Regions from separate parts of the Mus musculus genome. Here region 1 is linked to region 2. The links are chromatin contacts, called in public HiChIP or PLAC-seq maps. All regions are on one chromosome and are shown on one strand. Each heading gives the region's core, a stretch centred on a gene start, on an enhancer-like site or on the middle of the called end of the contact. The rest is flanking DNA. Distances are from core to core; before and after follow the strand shown.

Region 1 (7,769 bases), core at 2,209-4,708, 330 kb before region 2:
GGTCCTGCCACAGTAGCCTGCTTTCTGATGCCAGGAGATAAGATGAGACACTTAGCAGGAGTCACTCTTGTGAGTGATTAAAAGATAATCAGCTTAGGACCATTGATGACTCTTCTTGTTTATCCCTGTCTCAGCTGCAGCCCTGTCTCATGTGAGATGGGTTGTGTGTGTGTGTGCATGCGCTTGCGGTCACCCGTGTGTGCACTCAAGTGTTCATACAGGAGTGTATGTTCAAAGGCCAGAGACTGGCTTCTGGTCTTGCCTATCACTCTTTACCCTATTTGGGGACTCACGGTTTCACTGAGTCACTGTGGCCAGCCTGGCTCACCAGCAAACCAAGGGATCTTCCTGTCTCCTCCTCAGGGTGTGCAGGTGTGTGCCAGTGTGCCTCTTTGTCATGTGAGTGCTGTCTCCTCCTCAGGGTGTGCAGGCGTGTGCCAGTGTGCCTCTTTGTCATGTGAGTGCGGGAGACTTGAACAGGGCTCCATCCTCATGCTTCTGTGGTGGCCACCTTGGCAGCTTGAGCCATCTTTCCAGCCCCTCCTTCCCTTTTATTATGCTCACAAATCCCATTTCCTCTTTCTGTTTAAGTCAGTTTTTCTACCTCAGAATTATTGACATTTGGCGCTAGACAATTCTTTGTGGGGAGGTTATCCCATGTTTTGTGCCACACGAGGTATTTAAAGCATGTCTGGGGTCTTTACCTACAAAATCCCTTGCCTCTCGCTAAGACTCACTGCTCTGAACTCAAGGCAAGCATCCCTCCAGATTGTACCTGCTGTTCCTATAGCTCAGACCGACCTGTCATCCCCAGAGCAGACCTTGAAGGTAGCGGCTGCCTCTGGTTCCTGCCTACATCTATCCGCCTGACAATCAGCTAGTCAGGTGTAGAAATTGTTCTGAAGAATGGGCACAGAATTCAGCATGCTTCGTACCACGATTTTCATGTGCATTTTGCTTGTGGTAATGCCACAACTTCGGCAACAAGCAAACAAATAAATAAACAAAACAAGCAAACAATAAGCCCATCACACTGAGGAGGACTAACCCAAACACACCAATCAAGATGAAAAGGACTGGACTTAGTGGTACACTTCAGAAGTTGAGGGAGAAAGATTAATTCAAGGCCAGCCTGGGCTTCGAAATAAGAATCTGTCCAAAACCAGAGAAACGTAGAGAGGAAGTTGGGATGACATTTTATCGTCTCACAAACTTGGAACTTTTAAACACTTAGAGCCATTAATTCTGTGTGTCTGAGTGTGAACAGGCATACAGTGTGCACGTGGCTATACCTTTGCACTCCTGTGGAGGTCACAAGAGAACTTGTGGTCATCAGCTCTTCCATTCCATAGAGGGTCCCAAGGACCAAACTCGGATCAGGCGTGGAGCAAGTGCCTTACCCTGAGTCATCTCACTGGCCCCCAAATTCACTCTTAAATAAAAGATGGGTAGGTGGGGGGAGGGTGTGGGGGACTTTTGGGATAGCATTGGAAATGTAATTGAGGAAAATACGTAAAAAAAATAAAAAAAAAGAAAATAATAGAAGTTGAGGGAAAGTTAACTGCTGTATTTTAAAATCAAAGACGTAAAATTTTGTTCTAAATTTACAAGTTATTTTGTACAAATTATATTCTTCCACTATTCAGTTGTGAATTACTGGGCCTCATAATGTGTTTAGAAATAGACTCTAAATTCGTAGTTTTTAAATGAAACTCTTAAATTATCCTTAAATATGTCCCTAGCATACATTCCTAAGAAATGTCATGTCGAACAGATTTGAAGCTTGAGGGACCTTTCTTGTTTTACCAGACAGTTGTCTTTCATTTTAGAGAAGACTAGCAAGGTCTGTAGAATTAATAAATATTGTACAACTTTGCAAGGAAGGGAACTGCCAATAATTATCTATGCAGCTGCTAATAAAAACAAAATAACATTGTAGTTAAGAGGATAGGACGAATCCATGTGTACAAAATTTACCTGCTTAAGATTCTAGGGGATACCAAGGAACAACATTTATAGCAAAACTTTCTTCCTATTACAATCTTTTATTAAGTCCTTCATTTAGTGTAGAGGCAACCATGTTAATATTCAAAACAATAATTAAATTAAAATGACTGAGTGTTGTAATGTGCCTTGAAATGGTCAATTCTTATCTTTCACTCTTCCCTTTATACAACAAGATATAGTCGTCAAAAATTCAAATAAAATCACTTTATCTTCAAAAAAAAAAAAAAAAAAAAAAGATGGGTAGATGTAATCCTAGCACTTAGGAGTCTGAAGCAGGAGGATAGTCTCAAGTTGAGGCTAGCCTAAATTACATAGCAAGACCCTTTGGGGGAGGGAGGGAGAAAGGAGTAAAATACCCAAGCTTTCTTAAATGATCCAGCTGAGGATGAAGAACAAATTCTTATATAAAATTCATTTCTCTTGTGAAATAAAATTTGAATGTTAATCTTGCAAAAAGTGCCAGGGGAGAAACAGACTAAGCTGTGTTTACAGAGGCTACAGATACAACCGTGTATAAGCTACAGATACAACCCTGTAGTTTTCTATGCTATATTTTTTAAATGGTGTAATTTACAAGGTTGAAAAAGTAAGAAAAGCTTGAAATTAAATAAGATTTAAAAGATAAGTAAAGCCAGGGGGTGGTGGCACACACCTTTAGTCCCAGTACTGGAGAGGCAGAGGCTGGCAGATTTCTGAGTTCAAAGCTAGCCTGGTCTACAGAGTGAGTTAAGGACAGCTAGGGCCGCATAGTGAAACCCTGTCTCAGAAAAAAAAAAAATTAGTAAAATGTATTAGCCTGGGGTTTATCGTGTCTTTGAGAATGTTCTTCTAAAAATGCATCGCATTTATTTGTTTATTAGTTGTGTGTGTGCGCGCACGTGTGCGTGTGCTGGAGAGCATGTTTCTGTACATATGGCAGGTGTGAGTGTGGAGGTTAAAGGTCAACCTGAGGATGGATCAGGCTTGGTGACAGGTAATTTTAGTCACTGAGCCATCTTGATAGCCCAAGAGTTTTTTGGATTTTGGTCTGCTTTTTTTGTTTGTTTGTTTGTTTGTTTTATTTGTTTTTTAACCAAATATTTTTTTTTTAAAGATTTATTTATTTATTTATTATATGTAAGTACACTGTAGCTGTCTTCAGACACTCCGGAAGAGGGCATCAGATCTTGTTATGGATGGTTGTGAGCCACCATGTGGTTGCTGGGATTTGAACTCCGGACCTTTGGAAGAGCAGTCGGGTGCTCTTACCCACTGAGCCATCTCACCAGCCCCCTTAACCAAATATTTTTTAAAAAAAACAAAAAACCTGGTTTTATGAGGTGAAACTGTTTACATGGGGGGGGTGGGGGGGCGGGGTTAAGAGAGGAATGCTAATCGGTCAGAGGTGTTCTGGTCCTGAGTAAGCACATCTGCCCATTCTTTGTTGTACTCTTGTCTGATGGCTTTAGGAAAACATGCAAGATCTCTGCAGGCACTCTTGGTTTGACCAGTTGCATTGAAATCTTTTGACTCAGTCATGGGGGCGGGGCGGGGGTGGGGACGACGACGGAACCAGACCCCAGGGAAAGCGATTTCTTCTTCTCATGCTTTTGTTTTCTTTAAAGCCTGGTTTATTTTCGTTTCATAGTATTAATCTTTTCTTTACAGAGTTGGAGATAGGAGCCAGGGCCTCTCCCGATGTAGGAAAGCACTCTACCACTGAGCGACACTCCCCGTCTGTCAGCCGGATGTCAGTTCCTGAGCAGTTTGAACTTTGAGATGTTCCGAGTGTGGAGGCAGGAAGTCCCGGGGTCAGAGTGGTGTTTCTTACGATTCTGTGACCATTGACCTCTTCTGGGAAAGAGTTGCGTGGGTTACTTCCTGAAGTTCACTGGTAGTTTTTAAGGGTTCCAAGAAGTTCAACCCTCCTTTGGGAGGTGGGGTTTTGCAGAGTGCTAGAGTCGGCTTGCCCAGGGCCTGGAAGTGCACAATCAGGAAAAGGTTCATTTTGCTGAACAAAGGTGTCCACTCCCAGCCGCGGCAGAGAATAAATCCAGTTTGTTTGTTTGTTTGTTTGTTTTAATGTATTTTGTTTGTTTTGTTTTGTTTTTTCCATTTTTTGAGGCAGGATTTTTCTTTGTAGCCCTGGCTGTCTTGGAACTCGATCTGTAGACCAGGCTGACCTCAGACTCGGAGATAGATCCCCCTGCCTCTGCCTCTGCCTCTGGAGTGCACCCTGCCACCCAACTTCAGATATAAATAAATTTTAGCTATCCATTGTCCCTAAGTCTTCTGGACTCAGGTTCAAAGGCATCAAGGAAAGCCAGTTTGTCTTCTTTCTTTTAAAGAAGTTTAACCATCATGGCTCCTCTTCATCACTGAGGAGAAAAGAAATCACTCCATTGGCACTGAAATTTCTGAAATCTTTTATTTTGATATGATTTAAATTTTACCCAAAAAGGTCTAGAGAGGCAGTGCAGTGGTTAAGAGCACTCGTTGCTCTTGCAGAGAACACAGATTGGATTCCTACACCGAATGGTGGGTCACAGCCATCCCACCCGTAACTTCACAATCAAGGGATCTAATGCCCTCTCCTGACCTTTGAGAGGACAAAGCGTATACACACCTGTAGAAAAGATACAAAGGGGATGAATACATCTGATTTCACTTTTAATCCTTTTATTTGACCACACACACACACACACACACACACACACAAGCTGTGAGGGCTGGAATGGAAAGAAGCTGTCTAACAGCAGAGCGGGGGTGGGGGTGGGGTGGGAGGGTGTGAGCGCGAACTCTGAGGAGGCTTAGGATTTCAATTCCACAACAAAGACCCACATGGATATGGGAGGACAGAACCAACCTCAGCAAGTTAGTGATCCTATGAAGTCTGCATGGTGTGTGCATACACAGACACTCACACTCACAGACACACAAACACACACACACATACACGTACTCACAGACACACATATACAAACACATATACATATACACACATATACACAGAGACACAAATACACACAGACAGACACATATGCATATACACACACTCACACACACACACATATACACATACAAACACACAGACATATACACAAATACACATATAAACAAACACACACATATACACATACACTCACACAAATACACATATATATACACACAGAGACACATACATATATACATACATACATACATACATACATACATACATACATCTCACTTACAGAAATACAGGAGAACACTGCTAAACAGGTAGAAGCCCTTAAAGAGGAAACACAAAAATCCCTCAAGGAATTACAAGCAAACACTGCTAAACAGGTAGAAGAAACACAAAAATCCCTTAAAGAATTACAAGAAAGCACAACCAAACAGGTGATAGAATTGAACGAAACCATCCAAGATCTAAAAATGGAAGTAGAAACAATGAAGAAAACCCAAAGGGAGTCAACTCTGGAGATGAAAGAAATCAGGAACCAATCAGCAACATAATAAAAGAGATGGAAAAGGGAAACTCAGGTGCAGAAGATTCCATAGGGAACATGGACACAACAATCAAAGAAAATGCAAAATGCAAAAAGCTCCTAACCCAAAACATCCAGGAAATCCAGGACACAATGAGAAAACCAAAACTACAGATAATAGGAGTAGATGAAAATGAAGATTTTCAATGAAGGACATGTAAATATCTTCAACAAAATTATAGAAGAAAACTTCCCATACCCAAGGAAAGATATGCCCATGAACATACAAGAAGCCTACAGAACTCCAAATAGACTGGACCAGAAAAGAAATTCCTCCTGACACATAATAATCAGAAAAACAAATGCACTAAATAAAGATAGAATATTAAAAGCAGTAAGGGAAAAGGTCAAGTAACATATAAAGGCAGGCCTATCAGAATTACACCAGACTTCACTGGTGTGACTCTGAAGCAGTAGTTGAGGGCTCACATCTTGATCCACAACCATGAGGCAGGGGCGGGGCGGGGGGGGGGTGCGACTTGGAATCTCACAAGGCTGTTAAAATTTCAAAGCCTGTCCCCAGGGACACCCTTCCTCCACAAGTCTAAACCTTCTCATCCTTCCTAAACAGTTCCACCAACTGGAAACCAAACATTCAAATACATGAACCTATGGGGCCATTCTCATTCACACCATTCCAGTGGACAGAGGAGGAACTGGAAGGGAGGGAGGGAAATTGGAAGGAGACTCATTCAAACACATTAAAAAGAGGAAATAAGCCGGGCTGGTGGCGCACACCTTTAGTCCCAGCACTTGGGAGGCAGAGGCAGATGGATTTCTGAGTTCGAGGCCAGCCTGGTCTACAAAGTGAGTTCCAGGACAGCCAGGGCTACACTGAGAAACCCTGTCTCAAAAAACCAAAAAAAAAAAATAAAAAGAGGAAATAGTATTTTTGTTTGCTTGTTTGTTTGTTTTGAGACAGGATTTCTCTTATGCAGCCCTAGCTGTCCTGGAACTCACTCTGTTGACTAGGGTGGCCCCAAACTCATATCTACCTGCCTCTGCCTCCTGAGTTCTGGGATTAAAGGCATGCACCACCACTGCCTGGCAGAATAATAACTTTTTACATATTGTTATTTTATTTTATCTTATTTTATTTGAGAGAAGGTCTCACTGTGTAGCTCTGGCTGTCATAGAACTCACTATGCAGACAGATTGGCCTCAAACTCTCAGAGGTCCCCCTGCCTTTGCCTCCTAAGGGTCTAGAGTTGAAGGTATGTGCAGCCTGGCACCCTTGGCAGTTGTTTAAGTTTTTGAAACAGCGTCTCGGAGTGTTAAACATAGGCATGAGTCACCAGTGGTCTCTGGTCTCGGTGTTGGTTCTGATGGCCTTGGTAGTATATGCACCTGGCGGGGTGTTTTGAGATTGGTTCCAAAAAAATAGTATTTATGTGAACAACTAAACTTGAGTCACCAAGGTCACCTTCAAAGACAAAGAGGAGGTAGGTTTGCGTGATGTCAGGGTCTAGACTTCCTGAGAATGTTCTAGGGACACTCTAACCTTTGAAAACAACAACAACAGTAACAAACTCTGGTTTGGTGAATAAAGGAGATAGGAGGAGAGAGAAGAGCTTCAGGAGGAGGAAGAATTGCATTTACTTCACAGGGCACTGGGAGAGAAACCACTCACCTTCCAGTCCCAGGAACAGTCGTCCCCTGTGGCTGGGCGTTGGCTTGTGAAACGGCCACACAGGGCGGGTTGTCAGGTCTCCCACATATGCTGGTTGAGCAAGTGGGATGAGTTGCTTAATCTCTCAGAGCCTGTTTCCTTGTCTCTAAAATGAGATTGCATAAGAGAATGCTTTAGCCCAGAGTGTGTCCGAGAAAGCATGGAATAATGCTAATTACTGTTGTTACCAACAGCGACTCACGCACTGCCAACAGGCATCCATCCTCCTCTGTCTTCCAGCAAGTCCAGCCTTCCCTCCCTCTTTCAATATCTGGTTGCCTCTTTCTCTCTAGTCCTTGGCCAGAGGTCAAAGACAGAATCGGGGGCCTGGTACTCCCAAGGCAGGCCATCTCCTCTTCAGCCTTACCTCTGCTCCTCCAGAGATCTGTCCAAGAAAAGCAGCACCTCCCAGAAGGCTAACAGAACATTCCACAGCCAAGTCTTTCAAAAAGAAATTTATTCATTCATTTATTTTTATATACATTGACATTTTGCCTATATGTATATCTGTGTACCATGTACATGCAGTATCCCCGGGTCCAGAAATACAGACAGTTGTGAGCTGCCATGTAGGTGCTGGGAAT
Region 2 (7,364 bases), core at 3,496-5,995:
AAGAACTGGAATTTTATAGACAGTTCATGTAATGTACTGGTTTCCCCTCCGGGTGCTGGGAATTGAACCTGGGTCATCTAGGAAGAACAGCCCTTGCTCCTTTCTAACTGCTGAGCCATCTCTCCAGCCCTGGCCTCTGTATTCTTAATACAGATAGATTTTAGCAGTAACTAAGGATCGAAGACAGGAGGGGACCTGTTGTCGTAATGGATACATGGCCCATAGTCCCTATTCTTGTGGTTTGATTGATTTTTTTATTTTTTTAAAAAAGGGATCTCATCCAGATGAGACTGGCTTTGAACTTGCGATGTAGTCGAGGTTGGCCTTGAACCTGATTCTCTCCTATTTCCATCTCCTGAGTTCTGGGATTACAGATTTGTGCCTCCATGCCCAGCCATCAGTCCCTATTCTGCAAATAAGAGCTGAGTCACAAACCAGACTTCATGGGACTTTAGGTGATCTTGTTCTGGGGCAGGGGAAGGGAGGGGGCTGGCCTTGTATCGGATGACAAGATGACAAGCCAACAACACGTCCATAAGGGCAGTGTGCTTCTGAGAAAAGAACTGACCTGGTTCCTGTCAGTGACTGCTTTCCCCTCAGTGCATTCAATACATGCTGTGTGTGTGTGTGTGTGTGTGTGTGTGTGTTGGGCAGGAATGCCATGCTGTGTGTGTGTGTGTGTGTGTGTGTGTGTGTGTTGGGCAGGAATGCCATGCTGTGTGTGTGTGTGTGTGTGTGTGTGTGTGTGTGTGTGAGAGACAATCAGAGGACAACTTGCATGTGTTGGTTTTCTATTTCACAAGGTGGTTCCTAGAGTTAGAATTCAAGTTGTCCGATTGGCAGCAATCTCCTTTACCTGCTGAGCCATCTCGGTGGCCCTCTCCACTGCACCCGGGGCTGGCCAGCAAGCCAGGCCTTCCTGCCTCTGCCTCCTCAGGCCTGGGCTGCTGGTGTGAGCAGGTGTCTGGCTTTCTTACATGGGTGTGGATCTGGAACTCGGGTCTTTATGCTTGCTCAACAAGCACTTTCCCAGTTGAGCCAAACCCTCAGGCCCACAGCCCCACGGAGTGTCTCCTGCCTGCCATCTCAGGGCTTAATCTACCTTGCTGCTCCTGTTCCTTCAGAGAATTGCATTATCATTTGCTTCAGTTAAGGCAGTGGTTCCCAACCTTCCCAGTGCTGCGACCCTTTAATACAGTTTCCCATGTTGTGGTGACTCCCCAACCGTAAAATTGTTTTCATTACTACTTCATAGCTGCTGTTACTGTGATGAATCTTAGTGTAAATATTTTTGGAGCTGGACGGTTTGCCAAAGGGGTCTCGACCCACAGGTTGAGAACCACTTAATTAAGGGCCCAACCACAGAAAAACTTGAATGACCTTCATCTCCTTCAAGGCCCCAGGTGGGCAAACAGACGGGGTGAAGCACCTGGCCCAGCTGGCAGCCATGCTCAAGACCTGCAAGGCGCTGGCAGCCTCCACCCTGCAGAAGCCCTCGCCTCTGCAGCCTTGCTCACCAGCGCCTCCCTGTGGTGAGATCTGAGATTGTGCGGAAATGAAAGCTCGACTCGAGCTTCCAGGTAACCTGCATCCTCCGTTGAAGTCTTGGCCTCCAGGTCCTAAGCCTGGACATTGACTTTGCCCTTCTCCTTCTCAGGATGACAGAACCTCTCACACTTGGAGGTCATTTTCCGTTGCTCTGACCTTATTGTTGTGGTGTATTCGCCCGAGAAGACTGCTCTGGTCTCTAAGTCAAAAGAAAGCCAGCCTGCGACTACACTGGGTGTTTGGGATCCCAGTGTAATCTGGAGCTTTTCTCAGCTGAGCTTTTATGCACAAAAACAAACAAACAAGCAAACAACCATGACCTGGGTTGACATACTTCAGTTAACAAGAACAGTTAGCCATACGTGGAACTTCAGAAGCCATAAAATAAGGTTAGTACTGTTAGAGACCTTCCCAGAACTAAGGGCTTTGATGGATTTGATCTTTGTTTATGTTTGGGTTTTGTTTGTTTGTTTGTTTGTTTGTTTCTTGAGAAAGCGTCTCTCTGTATATAGCCCTGGCTGTCCTGGAACTCACTCTGTAGACCAGGCTGGCTTTGAACTCACACACTCACAGAGCTCAGCCTGACTCTGCCTCCTGAGTGCTGAGAGTAAAGCATGCGCCATCACTGCCCAGCTGGATCAGGTCTTTGTTTTGGTGTTGGCAGGTGGTGCTGTCTGCATGCTGAGTCTTCCAGCCAGAATGGCACTTCCATCATGGAGTCAGCTGTGTTACAGTCTGGGACCTGTTACACTATAAGACTTATCACCGTCCCCTCACACTGCCCACGGGTTTATCAGTTCGTGTCTCTGTAACAAATAGCCAACAGAAACAAGGGGGGAAGAGTCTTTCCTTCATGGTTTCTGAAGTCCAGTTCCTTACACTGAAGAAGGCACAGTGGGGAGTTGTGGTTACAGAGGCGAGGACAGGAAAGGGTTCATTTAGAATGAGGCTTGGAGCCAGAGCAGGTTTTGAAGAGCACTCTTGCTGCCCATCAGAGAGCTCAGCCCATCAGCAAGAGCATGATCGTCCATGCCTCATCTGTGTTGCTGACACAGGTATCAGGACCTCTACAGGAAGAAATCACATTACATAACAGTCTTATGTCTTCCATATTTCTTCAGTTTTGTCTCTTAAAAACATTTATATTTGTGTGTGTGTGAGAGAGAGAGACTTTGTGCGTTTTTGTACACTGAATGCATGCACACAGCCAGAAGAGGGTGTCAGGTCCCTGGAAACTGGTGGTACAGGTGGTTGTGAGCCACCATGCGGGTACTAGGACCTGAATCCTCTATGAGTGCAGCCAGTGCTCTCTCAACTGATTCGTCATCTCTCCAGCACCATTGTCTTATTTATTATTGTGTGTGTGTGTGTGTGTGTGTGTGTGTGTGTGTGTGGTGGGGTGCTGGGGTGGCAGGTATGTGCATGTAAGTGTATGTATCTTCTGGAGGTGGACTTAGAGGTGGTTGTAAGCCATCCAATATGGGAGGGTGCTCAGCAAGTGCAGTTACTCCTACCTGCTGAGCCTCCCTCAGCCCCTTTAAAGAAGGCCTTGTTAGGCTGCCCAAGTTAAAGAGTGCACACGTGCATGACTGTGTGTGTATAGGCACTAAAGCCCCAGCTAGGCTGTCAGTGAGCACCTCTGGAGGGGCATGAGGAGGAAGGGGATTGGGGAGCACCAATGGAGGGGCAGGAGGAGCACGGGAGCATTCCCACTTTATTTGATGTGTTTATATGTGGCTCAAGTAGTTTGCATTTATGAACTACATGTGCCATTTTGAAAATACAATGACATTGATCTTTAAAAAGGATGGGAGGCACAAGAAAGCAAGGGCAATCTAAGTGTCCCCGTCATTCAGAAGAAAGCAGCCATGTGTGTTTCCAGAGCACCAAGGAGAATATGTGCCCTGCTTGGACAAGTCACCTGGAGGTGTTCCAAAGCTACTGGTCTGGACCCATTTTGCGGTCCTGCATTACTTATGCCACTGTCCTGCCTCACCCCAAGTCACCCCCAGAGACACCTGCTGAGACAAACAAAGCTTGTCCCCAAAGCCAGCAGAATGTTCAGTTACTAGACCAAAAGTCCTTTTCTTTGAAAACTACAAAATAAACATCTCCAGCCCCATCCTTCCTCCCCATGTGCTGGCAGTCCAAGTTTATGTCTTTGGAAAGAGAAAGGAGAACAAGAAAAGAGAGGGGGGAAAAAAGAGCTCCAGCAAGCTCCCCTGTCCTCCCAAGCAGATGGCACCAAGTCAGTAATGAACTCTCCACATTTGGGACGTTTGATCTACCAGTGGGTCTGCAGCAAGCGGGAAAGCTGCTGAGGGAGGCTTCAAGGCCACGGGATGCTCTCTGGAAGGATGCTGGCAGCGTCTTTTAAATTGAATCAGGCTCTAGGGACCTATCGCCAGAAAGCTTCCCACACCAACCCTCGAGGCGCAAACACAAGAGTGCAGGGCTGACTTGCAGCCTTGATGGTTTGTTAACACCTGAGGGACTGTTTCTGGCTAAGCAGGACAAGTATACGATTTCATTTAACCCTGAGGGGCAGCAGTCACAGTCAGGCCTTCTCTGGGGTGTAACCAGGGACTGAGAAGGCCAGCTGTCATCAAATGCACCCTGACTATGAAATTCTGTCACCAAAGGCTCAGCCTTCTCTCTCTCTCTCTCTCTCTCTCTCTCTCTCTCTCTACCTGGGACTGAGCCCAGAGAGCGGAATTTGTTCCTAAGCGTCCATGTTTGGCAGTTTTTTGTCTCTGTAACAAATATTTGAGGATAAACATTGAATCAAGGCTTTGTGGGGCTTGGAGATTTGGAAGTTTGGCCTGTGGTCAGTCAGCCCTGCTCTGCTCTGGGCCTGTGCAGTGCATCCCAGTGAGAGCTTGTGTTAAGGAAAAACCTGCTCACCTTTTGGCCAGGCAGCAAGAGAAGAAAAGGGGTCAGGTTTGCAACAAATCCCCTTCAAGGACACACCCCAAATGACATAAAGACCTTCCAAGAGGACCTACCCTTTAAAGGTACCACCACCTCTCAATAGCAACAAACGGGGAAGCCACGCCTTCCACACATGGCTTTGGGAGGCATTGCAGACCTAAACTGTCAGTTTAACTGTGGCTTTGCCTCCATGGTCAGTGTCATCTCCACAGAGGCTGCTAGAAAGAACCAGACTAGAAAGATGGGGGTGAGAAAAGGGGTTCCACCTGTGCTATGGGGGAGCCACCATCCATGGTGGGTGAAAACTTTCCAGTCTGCTGCTACAGAGTCACACATACTCCTGTAGGCAAGCCTTCACTCATGCTCTGGTCATGTGTGAGCCTTGATGAAACCAAACTCTAGTTTGATATTGCGTTCTTAGAAGAGGGAGGGAGGGAGGAAAGGAAAGGAGGGAGGGAGGGAGGAAGGGATTTACATCTCCCCAGGGAAGAAATTCTCATTGTTCCAACCACAACACAAAGTAGCAGACAGTGAGTGCCCCAGCAAGGGACAGAGGGATGCTCGCTAACCCTGAGACCAGCCAGGCAGGAACCTAGCTTTACAAGAAAAAAAGGGGACTGGCCGGGGCGTGGTGGCGCACGCCTTTAATCCCAGCACTCGGAGGCAGAGGCAGCCGGATTTCTGAGTTCCAGGACAGCCAGGGCTATACAGAGAAACCCTGTCTAGATAAAAAAGAAAAAAAAAAAAAAAAAGAGGGAACTGGGAAGTGGGGGCAGGGGGGGATGCAAACCTATGGACCGGGAGCTCTTAGGGAGCGAGGACTTGGGGCTGCAGCTCATAGGGCTGGCCGTCCCAGGTATATGGCGTTTGCAGGGTCCTGTGCTCCTGATTTGGCTCTGGCTGTTGGCCTCCTGAGAGTCTTCATTATTTTTCCAAGAAGAGACTCTATATTTTCATTTTGCACTGTGGTGCCCACAAATTATAGTCAGTCCTGAGTCCAGAGACTCTGCTGCTGAGGCTAAACACTTTGCCCATCTATGTCTAGCACATACTACATAGATATTTGTGTGCACACCAAACATGTGTATACCCACCATACGTGCATATAGTCCCCGGTACCAGCATACCCTTTCAGACTTCTCCCTCCAAGACCTTTTTAATGATTTATTTATTTACTTCTTTGTGCACTGGTGTTTTGCCTGTATGTATATCTGTTTGAGGGTGTCAGATCCCCTGGAACTGGAGTTATAGGCAGTTGTGAGCTGCCCTGTAAGTGCTGGGAACTGAACCTGGGTCCTCTGGAAGAGCAGCCAGTGCTCTTAACCATCTCCCAGCTCCTACATGGTTCATTTTACCTATAAATATTTACTGAACATCATATGACTGATATGATAGGATATATGATAGTGTTGATGGCAAGGAATACTGGGACAGACAATGGCCTCTGCTTTGTGGAGCCTGAGGCCATGTACCCTGGCCAGGCTGGCCTTCTGGAAGTTACCTGTCTCCTTGTACCAGCTGTAGGCCACTGAGCGCGGAGGACTCCCGCCTGACCTGGCACCTAGCTCAGTTCACCAGAAGCCTACCCAGGGCGTTGGCCATTGGCTCGGTTGGGAATATTCTAGAGGATCCAGTGAGTCTTAGGCGACACAGAAGTTATAGACGCCCATCCTTTCTCAGCCGTGATGAGATGAACCTTTCAGAGATCAAGAGACCACGATCAAAGGGTTTTTATGTCAGTCTTTCCTTCCTGCCTCAGGCTGTGGTAAGCGGCTGTGATGCGCACATCCTGCTTCCTGCCTCTGCTGGCAGCCAGAATCTCTTCTTTAGGGTTGTTTTTTTTTTTTTAAACCACACTAGAGATCATGCCAGGGCCAAGGCAAGAGCTCTACCCTAGCACGTGTTTGTTTGTTTGTTTGTTTGTTTGTGAGGTAGCCTCAAACTCTCCACCTTCTATCTCAGCCTCCAGTATGCTGTGCTTAGAAGTCTGCACACTCAGAGACTCAGAGACTCTGCAGCGCTCAGCCTGAGCCTGGGGCCTTGGGGTGCTCTACCATCGAAGAGTCCCAGGCCTATTCCAGTGTAAACTCACGGGCCTCCAGCCTCAGTGGAATTTCCTAGTGGAATTGCTGTCTTTGTCACCAGTTTGACTCAGCAGCCAGATTTTAAGCCCCGGCCATTGAAAACTCTGCAGTAACGTACCTCAGCTGGTCTTAGGCACTGCCCAGAAAGTATGGCCGACAAAACAGCCCAGCTGTTTGAACAAAAGAAGCTGGTGACATCAGAGTGCCAGGTGGAGCTGCCTTCTCCTCAGACTGAAAGCATGTTCTCATGACGGCCTGTCACAGCTACCCCCTCACTTGAGGCAGGACTGAGTTATGCCCTTCTGGTCTCGGGGACCTGTGAGGTGAATTCTGCTCTGTTTCTCAACAAAACAGCATACAAGTCTACAGAATCGACTCAGTGGGTGTGTGCCTAGGTCCACACAGCATGAGGACCCGAGTTCAGATCTCCAGCATCCAGGTTAAAAAGCCAGGTGTGGTGGCGTGTACCTGCAGTCTAAGTGCTGGGACAACACTGGCCAGCCAGCTTAGCCAAATCAGTACCTCTGAGTTCAGTGAGAGACCCTGCTCAAAAACTAAGGTGCAGAGTGGGTAAGGGAGACACTTGACTTCAACCACTGGCCTACACAGACAGACAGACAGACAGGCAGAGACAGACACACAGACATACAGAGACAGAAAGAGATAGACAGATACACACAGACAGACACACAGATACACAATATACACAGACACACGACAGACACATAGAGAGTAAGTCAGAAAGACAGACACATACAGAAACATAGACACACAAGACACACACAGACACACAGAGACAGA

What was found. HiChIP or PLAC-seq counts read pairs in DNA pulled down with a chosen protein or histone mark.
Region 1: a contact with region 2 is called in an H3K27ac HiChIP or PLAC-seq map of double positive thymocytes, with 4 times the contacts expected there. The contact joins two enhancer-like sites. A contact is called at or near these places in 2 of 39 promoter capture datasets (the 3T3-L1 cell line and hippocampal neurons), 1 of 15 datasets of contacts at CTCF or cohesin (the NIH/3T3 cell line), 1 of 484 Hi-C or Micro-C datasets (nephron progenitors) and 5 of 115 datasets of contacts at active chromatin or transcription factors (the 230-238 cell line, double positive thymocytes, embryonic stem cells and 2 more).

What each region holds. Positions count from the first base shown.
Region 1 is chr11:5,502,075-5,509,843 of GRCm38.p6, reverse strand. It overlaps Gm11963 (predicted gene 11963), which reads right to left. Exons shown (of 3, transcript NR_166837.1): 2 at 7,147-7,291; 3 at 3,595-4,364. Among named protein-coding and RNA genes, the nearest start is that of Xbp1, 15 kb to the left of the region's middle. Within about 2 kb of position 3,458, at least 121 of the 459 cell types and tissues checked have an H3K27ac peak or open chromatin away from gene starts, as enhancers often do. A contact at or near this core is called in the 230-238 cell line and double positive thymocytes, where this site is marked.
Region 2 is chr11:5,176,197-5,183,560 of GRCm38.p6, reverse strand. No RefSeq gene overlaps it. Among named protein-coding and RNA genes, the nearest start is that of Emid1, 28 kb to the right of the region's middle. Within about 2 kb of position 4,745, at least 69 of the 459 cell types and tissues checked have an H3K27ac peak or open chromatin away from gene starts, as enhancers often do. A contact at or near this core is called in the 230-238 cell line and double positive thymocytes, where this site is marked.